Linked DNA regions of Zea mays: region 2 is linked to region 1. Evidence: chromatin contacts called from public Hi-C data. All regions are on one chromosome and are shown on one strand. The core of a region is the stretch at or near the end of the contact, and the rest is flanking DNA. Distances in the headings are between cores, read along the strand shown.

Region 1 (5,598 bases), core at 1,483-3,982:
AGGCCCTACCTAGATACCAAAGAAAGATCTTAATCTTAAGGAGTAATTTCAACTTCCAAAGCAAACATCCACGATTATAATTGGGGGTACTAATTAAATTATAGTACATGGATCGGGTTGAGAAAGTCTCATTCCTATGATCTCTCCACACAAAAGTGTCCCTCACCGGAGTCCGATTAACCGTAGCCAGTAAGTGTATCATGATATGCTATTATACAAGCTTAATTCCAACAATAGATCTACGGAAAGAAATATTTAGATTTTCATGTGACAAGCACTTCTGCAACCAGCGAGGTCTTATTGCGCACTATATTAAAAATGTTTGGGAAATGCTCTCTAAGAGGATAATTATTAAGCCATTTATCTTCCCAGAATCTTGTTGCTTGTCCGTTCCCCACCTTAGAATATTCCTACTTGAGAAATTTATCCTTGACGTTCATTAGACCGCACAGAAATGAGAATTACCCGGTTTTCTGGCAGCTTGTGTTAGGGATTTGTCTCTCAAGTATTTGTTTCTTAATAGACGTTGCCACACACCATCTTTATCGAGTATTTTAAAAAGCAATTTGCTGAATAAACAAATGTTCTTTATGTCAAGATTGATGACTCCCAGCCCACCTAGCTCTTTAGGTTGACAAATGATTTTCCATTTGACTAGTCTATATTTTTTTTATGATGTTCTCCTTGCTAAAAGAATCTGGACCGAATAGCATCTAGCTTCTGTAGCACACCGGCCGGGTTTTCGAAGAAAGACATCATAAAAATGGGTAGGCTACTTAAAACAGAATTAATCATAAAAAGTTAATTTGTTTTGTTTGGTCGGCTCCAGCTCCTGACGCTGCAGTAGTGACTAGTGAATAATCAGAAACAGATGAGCTGACGTGCAGCAAAAACATGCAGCAACCGAGCGATAGGATAACAGTACCGACGAGAAGGCCTAATAAATTGTTCCTATGGCCTAGCTATTTATTCCCGTGACCTATTTCGATTCCTTTCTCCAGAAATAAAAATGATCCATGGAGGAAACCTAAAGAATACAGTACTATGCTACGCAGCTTTCTCTGCTACCTCCTCCTCATCCTTGTCCTCTGTTGCGTCCTTCTCCTCCTTTGTTTCTTTTCTCCCCCTCCGTCTCTTCTCCCGGAGGAACTCTGCAAGAATCCCGAGGGCCACGTCACCGTTTTCGCTCCGCAGCAGCATCTCGGAGACCTCGGCCGGCGTCACCTCCACCGCCGAGAGAAGTTCTTGTATCTCCGGGAACATCTTGTGGTCGTCAACGAGGAAGTAGTTTCTGGCCAGAGTTTTGAAGGCCTCCCACCCGCAGTAGCCCATGTAGACGTGCATGTCCATGCGGCCCGGCCGCAGCAGCGCCGAGTCCAGGCGGTCCTTGTAGTTGGTGGTGAAGACGATAATGCGCTCCTCGCCGCACGTGGACCACAGCCCATCGATGAAGTTGAGCAGGCCGGACAGGGTGATGCCCCTGGCCTTCGGGGGAGCGACTCGCGGCTGGGCCCAGTTTTCGTCCGAGGAATCCGATCCCGATCCCGATCCCGATGAGTAGTTGGGGTCCATGTCCAGGCCGTTCCTGGACGCGGCAGCGTTGTCGAAGCAGCAGTCGATGTCCTCGATGACGAGCACTGACTTGTTGGGCATGTGGATGAGCAGCTTCTGCAGCGCCGAGTTGAGGCGCACCTCCGAGAGGTCGAGGTCGTAGAGGTTGAAGCGGAGGTAGTTGGCCATGGCGGCGACGAGGCTGGATTTGCCGGTGCCGGGCGGGCCATAGAGCAGGTAACCGCGCTTCCACGCCTTGCCGATGCGGCGGTAGTAGTCCCTGCGCTTCAGGAACCTGTCGAGGTCGTCGACGACGGACTGCTTGAGCACCGGGTCCATGGCGAGCGTATCGAACGTGGCCGGGTGGTGGTGGTTGATGCCGTGCCACGAGCGCCCCTCGTTCATGAAGATCCTAAGCGCGCGGTCCCGCAGCTGCAGCTGCTCCGCCGTGGACATGACGAAGGGAATGTACCGCTCCAACGCCGTCTCGGTGTGCTCGGCGTCGAAGCTCACTTCCAAGGACTCGCGGGGCCGCCCGCCGCCGCCCTTGCCCTTCTTGTCGTCGCCGCCGGTCTCGACGCAGTTCCACGTAAACTCGACGCCGCCGAAGACGTCGACGGTGGAGCCCCCGGGCTCCATGCACAGGAGCGTGTTCCACCTGCCGCTGCCGTCGGGCTCCTTGGTGCGGGAGCGCGCGAGGCAGAGCCGGCGCATGGCGCGCGGGTCGATCCGGGTGGCCACGTACGCGCGCGCCGCGTCGAAGAGGTGGTTCTCGCTGTAGCCCGTGTCGAACTGGTGCCGGATGACGATGGTGTGGCGCTCCTTCTCGCCGCGGCCGAACCGGGCGCGCGCGAAAACCGCGCACCACCGCGCCGCGGCGCGCAGCTCGTCGGGCAGCAGCTCCCGCGCCATGCTTCGCGCCATCACGGCGTACGCCGCGGCCGAGGCCGCCGTGGCCAGCGCCGTCTTGTACGCGTCGAGCACCCTCCCGCCGCCCTGCGACGGGAGCAGCGACGCCGCAACGGCTGGCGCGGCGGGCGAGGTCAGCGGCAGGTGGTCCATGTCTAGGATTAGCTGCTAAACTCGGTGCGCTGCGTGCAGTGTGCTTCTCCTCTCTGTAGCGATGGGATCTGAGATCGCAGAGGTGGCCGTGTGTGCCCACTCACTGTTTGGCAGATGGCTGTTCTTGTTGCCTTGTAGGATTGCAGGGCCATAAAAGCTCTAGGTCCGATGCACTGCATGTTCTTGCGAGTTTCCTGGAAGGGACGGGGTTGACTCCCAAGTCTCCTCTTCGGCTATGTCCCAGACCCAGACTGTTGGGTGTTGGCTGGCCCCGTGGTGGCCCGTCTGCACTTTTGCCCCTCGGGCTATCCGTAGCGCTTGACGCTCGGCGCCCCCTTCCCTAAACCTGTTCGCGTATAGCACTCTATGGGTGAACCAAGCGCTACTTCCTACCCTTTTCCCATGCTGCGGCAGCTGCACTAGTGTTGGGAATATGGACTGAACTTTTCGAGTCAGTACCAGCACGGCTCAAAAATAAAAGACCAAAATACGGTCCAACACGAAATAATATGGGCCGGGCCTCAAATTCCGGCCCGTCGGACTCCCGGCACGACCCGTATAGATGGCCCAGGCTTGGGCCGACACGACCTAATTAAACCCAATCTGTTTAATTTTTTTAATTTAGTAAGATATCAACTTTATATTGTTGTTATATTTAGAGTTTATGTGGTCAAATGATGCTAGAATTGTTTAATATCTCTAATTTAGTAAGCTACGAACCTTATATGGTTATAATATTTTGATTTTATGTGGTCAAATATACGGGCCGGGCTTGGGCCGACACAGCCCAACGAAGGCACGACGTGGTTTAGGTCCGGACTGGGCCACTGTTTTTGTACTTCGGGCTGGCACGGCACGACCCAAAAGTTTTTGGGCTTTTTTAGCCCGAACTCGTTTGGCACGAAGCACGATGGGCTTAGGTCGGGCTGGCCCGGTCCAATTCTCAGCACTGAGCTGCACACATCATCACGCCAGAATAAGGGGTGCCCATTGTCATTGTCTCGAAGTTTGTGTATGCTATTATTTGTTGGTTAGATAAAAAATAATGTTGAATGATGAATAAGTATGAAAATAATATTTTATAGCTATAATGAGGTATGGGGAATAATTTATGGAGAACCGGTGCGGGTTGAGAAAAAGTATATAGTGCAATTTAGATGATGTGACTGCATAGTAAAGTATAGAGAGAATAGAACGCATGCAACACCTAAGGTTAAAAAGCAAAAAAAAAAAGAACGCACATAAGGATAAAAGCAAAAAAAAAGGCGGGAGGCCGAGCGTCAAGTATATATGAGGTCGGTGCCAGAAGTCACGGTGCCGACCCCTGACATGTAGACGTCAGATCAGCGTATCTAAATAAGATCACGATGCCAATGTAGATAGCGCCAAGATATATAACCTCGACGTTAATTATGATGACACCGAGGTAAAAATCTATTTCTTAGATTCAAACCTAAAAAAACATAGTTGTAAACTGAAAAGGGTTAAAAAGCAAAAAAATATGGCAGGAGGAGACCGTGAGAGCCGAGCCGAGCGCGTATGAAATTCCTTTGGAACTTGTTCAAGGGGGATAGGAGGGGATTAATCTCCTCTAATTCCCTTGAGATCTAGTTTGAGTACTCTAATATTGATCTCAATTTATATATATTAAGGTGGATTATGGTATAACTTAAACTAATTTACACATCAATTCACCTCAAACGCATGTGGATTATGGTTAATATAGAGTATCCCAACAAAGCATAATCCATCCCTAAGGAAATCAGCCTTTGAGGGTCGAGTTGTGCGCACTGCGCAGTAATCTCATGCTCACGAGTCACGACCTTCAATTGTCAGGCCCATCAAGTAGGATGATGGCGAAGGCCCAGGATACGGAGCCAGCCCAAATTACTCAAAAGATTCAAGAGCCTAGAGAGACAGGCCGTCCCTGTTCCTGTTCGTTCCCGTCGCTACCACAGTGCCAGGACCACGAACCCACCGGCAAGTCCACTCCGCTGTCATCAGTTAGAGAGTTCCCAGAATTCTCAGCACGATTGAGTTTTCTAAATCGCCAAAAATAAGATTGTTAAGTTTTCCAAATCGTTAAAAATCATTACCGAGAAAAAAACTCCTAAAATATAAGCTTCCAAGCGTCAGTAGCAGTTTCGTAAATACCGTCGACTTTTCCTAAGCACAAAGCGAGAGTGCATCTCTGCATTTCGACCCGACGGTGGCGGCGGCGGCCGTGGAGAAGCTGGCGTGGGGTCGGCCTCGTCGCGGTTGGTGGACACCGCCGGCCGGCCGAGCATACAGACTGTACATATGATGGGAGAGCATACGAGAGTAGCTGAGTGCTTCAACTTCGGCACTGTGATGCCTACACCGGCAAGGACAGGGCTCAGATAAAAAAGAACTGGATTTTAACTTAGTCATTTGCAAGGGCCGTTCCTGTTGTTTGATGTACTTTGAATCCTATTTCATAATGAAATAGGGGTTTTGTCAGTTTGTCAAAAAAAAAACTTTCACTTGCCTCCCTGTCCTCTATCTTAAAACTGTTAGGGGGTGTTTGGTTGCTCCTGCTAAAGTTTAGCCCGGGTCACATCAAGCGCTTGATTTTTAAATAAGAGTATGAAATATAGACCCAACCAACTGGACTAGATTCGTCTCGTTTTTTAATTTTCGGCTGACAAATTAGTTTTATAATCCGACTACATTTAATACCCGGAACGGAGGTTCAAACATTCGATGGGACATGGGCTAAATTTTAGCGGGGTGTAACCAAACACCCCATTACTCTCGTAAACTAAGCAGCTACGACTGCAACAAACCCCATCTCAATCCACTTGAACTAGTCGTGTTTGCTTGGGCCTCCGGTCCCGGCCGAACATGACAATGGGCTTGTTCGGCTGCTAGTTTCTACAGTGGCGGCTTGTTCGGCTGCTAGTTTCTACAGTGGCAGCTGCTGCAGCCGCCTGCTGCTTGCTGCTGTAGGAACAGTGTTTGTTT
Region 2 (5,598 bases), core at 2,075-4,574, 180 kb after region 1:
GCGCGGCCGCCGAGATCTGGGATTACCTGACTGAGGAGAGGGGAGGAGGTGGCCTTGGATCCGGAGGACGCGGCGGAGGTGGACGGCGAGGTGTCGGGGTCGGGGGAGCCGAGGAGGACGCATGAGAGGGCGAGGAGGGAGAGCAAGAGGCACACCCACCACGGCCGCTGCTGCCACCAGCGCTTGAACGACGGCCGTCGCTGGTCCAGGAACGGCCGCCCTTTACTGGCTAGCAATTCAATATGGGCTGATTTAGTCTGTGTCGTTAACACTATCTCCTTGAATATGACAAGTGAAAGTGTGTTTTTCTTCTTCTAAAAGATAGAATGCAGATGCATTTTAGCCATGAATCAGTTGTTACTTCATTCACTTCTGAATTTACAAAAAAGGGACTGATTAAAACCTCATACTCAACTAAATTTGTTTTGGATTTCACTCTTACTTCAAAGGCTTTATTAGTATATAAAGATCTGGATCATCCTCAAACTCTGCAGAATAATACAGTTGAACGTGTCTGATCTTTAAATCTTAAAATGGGGTTTAGTTCAAAAAAATAGCTGTTGAATGCAATATTAGATAGCATACTGAATGCATGGTACGTAGTATTGAACACTTAACTGAGTACACATATAAAACCAATATCTTTATTTGCTTACCAGGATCATCGATCGAATAATGCACAAACACATTTACACAAAACAAGCCTGATGAATGATTTAGGTTACACTACTACGTACATGTACTGGTTGTAAAGAGAGTTGAGTTGCAGCTGAGGCGGCGGGAGCAGGGGCGCGGCCGCCGAGATCTGGGATTACCTGACTGAGGAGAGGGGAGGAGGTGGCCTCGGATCCGAAGGACGCGGCGGAGGTGGACGACGAGGTGTTGGGGTCGGGGGAGCCGAGGAGGACGCATGAGAGGGCGAGGAGGGAGAGCAAGAGGCACACCCACCACGGCCGCTGCTGCCACCGGCGCTTGAACGACGGTCGTCGCTGGTCCAGGAACGGCCGCCGCCTCATCGGACCACGCTCTCGCCGGCAGGGCGGGAGGGGATGCGGCGCGAGCAGTGGACTGCACGGTAGGGGCGGAGGAAGCGTGGGGGAGGCGGGGGAGAGCGGGCGTAGCGGGGATTAGCCGCGGGCGGTTGGGGAATCGCGGGCTCGCGGCGGCGGGGGGCGAGGGAATCGCGGGCGCGTTATCCGCGGGCGAGAGAGGATGCGGCGGGGGCAGTCTACAGTTCGCTCTTAATAGTTGTAGAGAAAAACTAAACATCTAAAAATTAAAATAAAGTCACCCTATTCTCTCTCACTCCTCAACCAAATACATCCTAATTTAATCAAGTGCTCCATGCCGCGAATATCTGAGGGGTTTGTTACCAGAAAACGAGAACAAGACAATCAATCAGGTGCACCTCCCTAATCTAGTACTCGTCGTGCAATGGTGGTCAAAACGTAAATACATGTCAGATGTCACGTCCATGAATCATGTTGGTGCACAGAAAGGTCAGCCACATCTACAAACATATGTGGTGCCACGGCCTAACATAGGCTGCATGCGAAGGTAAAATATGGCCTGTGTCATCCAGAATTCCAAAAAAAAAAAAATCTCACGTGTCTAACAAACCATGCATGCATGATGCATCAGTTAGGAAAACTATTTTACAAAATAAAAAATATATAGATATGTATTTGATATATTGCCTCTTAAGGCTAGGTTGAGAACATTATTTTCTCAAGAGAAATTAGTTTATTTTTCCTTAGAAAAATTAGAATCCCTTGAGAAAACGATGTTTCCAAACTAGCCCTTACATAGTAGTAATAGATAGTAATGACCATGTGATCTAAGGGAGTGTTTGGTTTCTAGGGACTAATTTTTAGTCATCTATTTTATTCTATTTTAGTCTTTAAATTACTAAATACGAAAACTAAAACTCTATTTTAGTTTCCATATTTAACAATTTAGGGATTAAAATAAAATAATATTGAGGGACTAAAATTAGTCTCTAGAAACCAAACACTCGCTAACTAAGGTGGTTTTTGGTTCTCCATAGATCTTCAGAAGTTACGTACTGCACAATCCAAGACAAATTATATTATTAACTTGTGTGTGAGGTTGTGGCACAAAATCTAATACAAAATCCAGAGCCTGAGATTCTAAAATTGAGACATGAACCAGACACTACCTAAACAAACGGTTCACGGTTATCCGAGAGTACCATGCGAGGCCCATTATCTGAGATTTTGGATGTTTGCAAGAAAACTCTGTCGGAAGTTTTCTTTGTAGGTCGTACGGTCTTTGGCTCTTTGCACAGCCAAATTTGCATCTGCAGCTGTAATCTAGAGACAAAACAATATAAAAATAGTAGAAACTGGTACGGATTAAAACCAATCAAACATGTTATTTGGGAGTAGACTGAGCCATTGCATTGATGTAATGTATTGGTCTAAACCAGGCTCGCGTTCAAGCTGTTCATACGCATACATGGTTGAACTCAATGTCCCAGCACTGACAACAGTCACCAGGAGATACATGACTAAAACACACCCACACCACTACAGTAGTCGACATACAGAGAATGAGAGAACATGCTAAACATGGTCCACATGCGAACATGCCAGAGCCATGGACCCTCATGGCAGCCCAGCTGCGCAGCAGCGCAGGTATCCTTTTCCGGGTTGAGGCACAAGACAGTATGCCAGACAGTGTTGTATGGTACTATGTCCCAGTGTGGTCTCGAACAGACCAGCCTTTCGCACACGCCCTTTACAGTTTATTATATGCGGCTTAAGGTTATTTAGGAGATGGAGCCGTTGGCTATCTCCAACAGATCCTAACTCATCTTCTATCTTATTTACTATTTTCAAATTTATCTATACAAATAGTGTCAAACTGTATCATCTACAGTTTCACGTTTCCTATTTTACACAATCTACTGAAAACAATCTTATAGTAGTAGCTCCTCCCAAACAACTGTACTTCTTTATTGTTGTTGTTGTTGTTGTTGTTATGCTGAAACTCGTCTTTAAACAACTTCGCATGAAAAAGTGTTTAATACTATGAAGAAACCGGAGCCGGTTTTCGTTTTCCAGGACGGGGAACGGTAAATTTTACCAGTTTCCGGTAAAAAAAACCGGACGAGAAGTTTACCTCTGCTTCACACTGGTTCTGATCCAAACAGCCTCGATAGACCTGAAGCTTGAAGTCCTCTCTGATCCACAACCTCTCACATAATTTTGCTATATCTCACACCAAACCTGACGGCCCGACCCAATTTGAGCTTCACAAAATTTTGGCCAATGGCCATCCTCCCAACCTTTCCTGTAGGACAGAAAAAAAAAGACACTTTGTATCTCTCCTGCACTTCCTGGATATCTGCCGTGCTGTCTTGCGCCACCAGAATACCAGATTAAAAAGCAGCTGAGAGATTCATAATTCAGGCAGTGATCATCACCTAGTTTTGCCATACTCTTGAGGCGTCCATATAAAACAAGTGCAGGACCCAAACAGTTGAGTTCAGCAGCGGCGTGTTAACTTATCCACTCCCTCGGCACTGCAGCTCAGTGCCCTTCCCAGCCTCTCGCTCTCCCGCCGACGCGCACGTCCTCCGCGCCGAGCCCAGAGGCAGACAGAGGACGCGGCCATGGCGTCCATCCCGTGCACCTTCCAGCTGAGCACGGCGGCGTCGAGGAGGGTGTCGCCGCGGGTGGCGGCGCAGGGGAGAGGCCAAGGAGGAGGGGGAGCGGTGCTGAGGACGCCGCTGCTGGGCGCGGGGAGGCGGGGCCTGGGGTGGCTGCGGCCGTCGCGGTTGAGCCGCGTGGTGCCGGCGAGCGAGAGCGGGCGGGCGGGTCCCACCTGCTGGTTCAAGTTCGGCAACAAGGACGCCGAGGGTGCCGGCATCTACGGCAGCCAGGCCAGGGACGACTTCGACCGCGACGACGTCGAGCAGGTAATCTTAACTAAGCTCCTCCTGCATTGTCATTTTTTGCCGGGACGCATTTGCGTTGCGTCGTCCGTGGATCACAGAGCATATGTGTAAAACCGCCCCCCGGCGATTGACGACAACCGCAGTACTTCAACTACATGGGGATGCTGGCGGTGGAGGGCACCTACGACAAGATGGAGGCGCTGCTGAACCAGGACATCCACCCCGTGGACATCCTCCTCATGCTGGCAGCCTCCGAGGGCGACCGCCCCAAGATCGAGGAGCTGCTCCGCGCCGGCGCCAGGTTCGACGTCAAGGACGTCGACGGCCGGACGGCGCTCGACCGGGCCACCGACGAGACCAGAGAGTTCATCCTCGGCTTCGCCGCCAAGAAGGCCTGAACGACCATGTGCAGGTCAATCGTGCCCGGTTCTTCTGGACATTTGGCTGCATGTAACTAAATTCTTCGTTTTCTGGAATCGGTGGAGTGTTCAACCGGGGGTGAACAAGCTGTTTGCAGAGGTAGCTTTCCGTAGTCAGCTGTATTCTTACTGAAGACTGAGGGGTGTACTGCGACCTGCCAAATTGCTCAATAAGGTCATGCTTCGTTAAGAGCTGCCAATTACTGAAAATCAGAGCCGCCGCTCAATCGCCAGCTTAGCACTTGATGTCTTTACTGTTTATTAATGCAGAGATTTGTTTCAAGACAGCACGGGGCCTTAAACAGAACATATGGGCTAGCAAAGTTCATGCCACTACCAGCATCGCATAAACTGTGGTAAAATGGGGAACTTCTACAGTACACACATTCAGGTTTCTAGCATAAGGTGCCAGCCTGTATAGTGTATACATGAAACCGGGTCTCTGAAGATAGTTAACTACAGGCTGTACGCCGCAAGCCTGCAAGCTAGCAACTGAACGTCATGAGACACCAAAACATTGCGAATGTCCATTCTCCTAGCTGAAACAAAAATGCACATCCAGATTACAATGCCCTTCATCATGCTTTTATTCGTCAGCTTAACTACTCTGCTCATGAGCACACAGGTTTACATAGGCTTTCTCGCCCAAAGATTCAGTAAGGGGGTACCCTCTGTCACTACGCCTGCACAACGAACACGATATAAACCTCTATAACCCCACTATGAATCCACCCAATCCTTATTCATTTCCTGTTGTCCATGCCCGTTTTGCTATACTCCTGTATGGTTTGTCAATGTCCCTAACTACAAAACGTGAGGTAAGTGGCAGCTGTACTTTAACTTGGGATGCGAGCGGAGAGCTTGCTGCAGAGCTGTATCCACAGTCACACCCTCACGGAACAATTTATCGTACATCAGGCACATGAACTGAGCCAGGTACTCCTCATCATCCATGTCATGGTTGCCACCTTTCTCCACGTCGCTGTCCTCCCAGTCACTTACAGGGCTAACAGGTTCAGGTTCCGATTCATCGGCTTCTTCATCCCCGATGACAAACTTCCCATTCTCTAGGCTTCCATTGACATCCATCCCATGATAGACTATTGTCTGGGAATCCGGAGGCTCGATGGACGATGAGATGACTGCTTTGGCGCCACAATCCATGAATGCCTTCACCAGGCCATGAGCGAGGCCATACTTACCGCTGCATACAATGATTCTCTCCCTCCATGCTCCAACCTGGGACATCATATATGT

Evidence for each region. Hi-C and Micro-C count contacts between places; a contact is called where the count stands out from the background.
Region 2: a Hi-C map of ear shows a contact between it and region 1, with 2.9 times the contacts expected there. The contact joins the promoter of LOC100277526 here to the promoter of LOC100281676 in region 1. A contact is called at or near these places in 5 of 25 Hi-C or Micro-C datasets (ear, endosperm, leaf and 1 more).

The regions. Positions count from the first base shown.
Region 1 is chr7:162,432,612-162,438,209 of Zm-B73-REFERENCE-NAM-5.0, forward strand. It overlaps LOC100281676 (mitochondrial protein), which reads right to left and starts at 2,733. Exons shown (of 1, transcript NM_001154596.3): 1 at 884-2,733. The coding sequence starts at 2,613. The coding sequence ends at 1,048.
Region 2 is chr7:162,613,141-162,618,738 of Zm-B73-REFERENCE-NAM-5.0, forward strand. It overlaps LOC100277526 (Protein LHCP TRANSLOCATION DEFECT), which reads left to right and starts at 3,325. Exons shown (of 2, transcript NM_001151059.2): 1 at 3,325-3,943; 2 at 4,066-4,649. The coding sequence starts at 3,638. The coding sequence ends at 4,320. LOC100272617 reads right to left here. Exons shown (of 18, transcript NM_001359664.1): 18 at 4,861-5,580. The coding sequence ends at 5,146.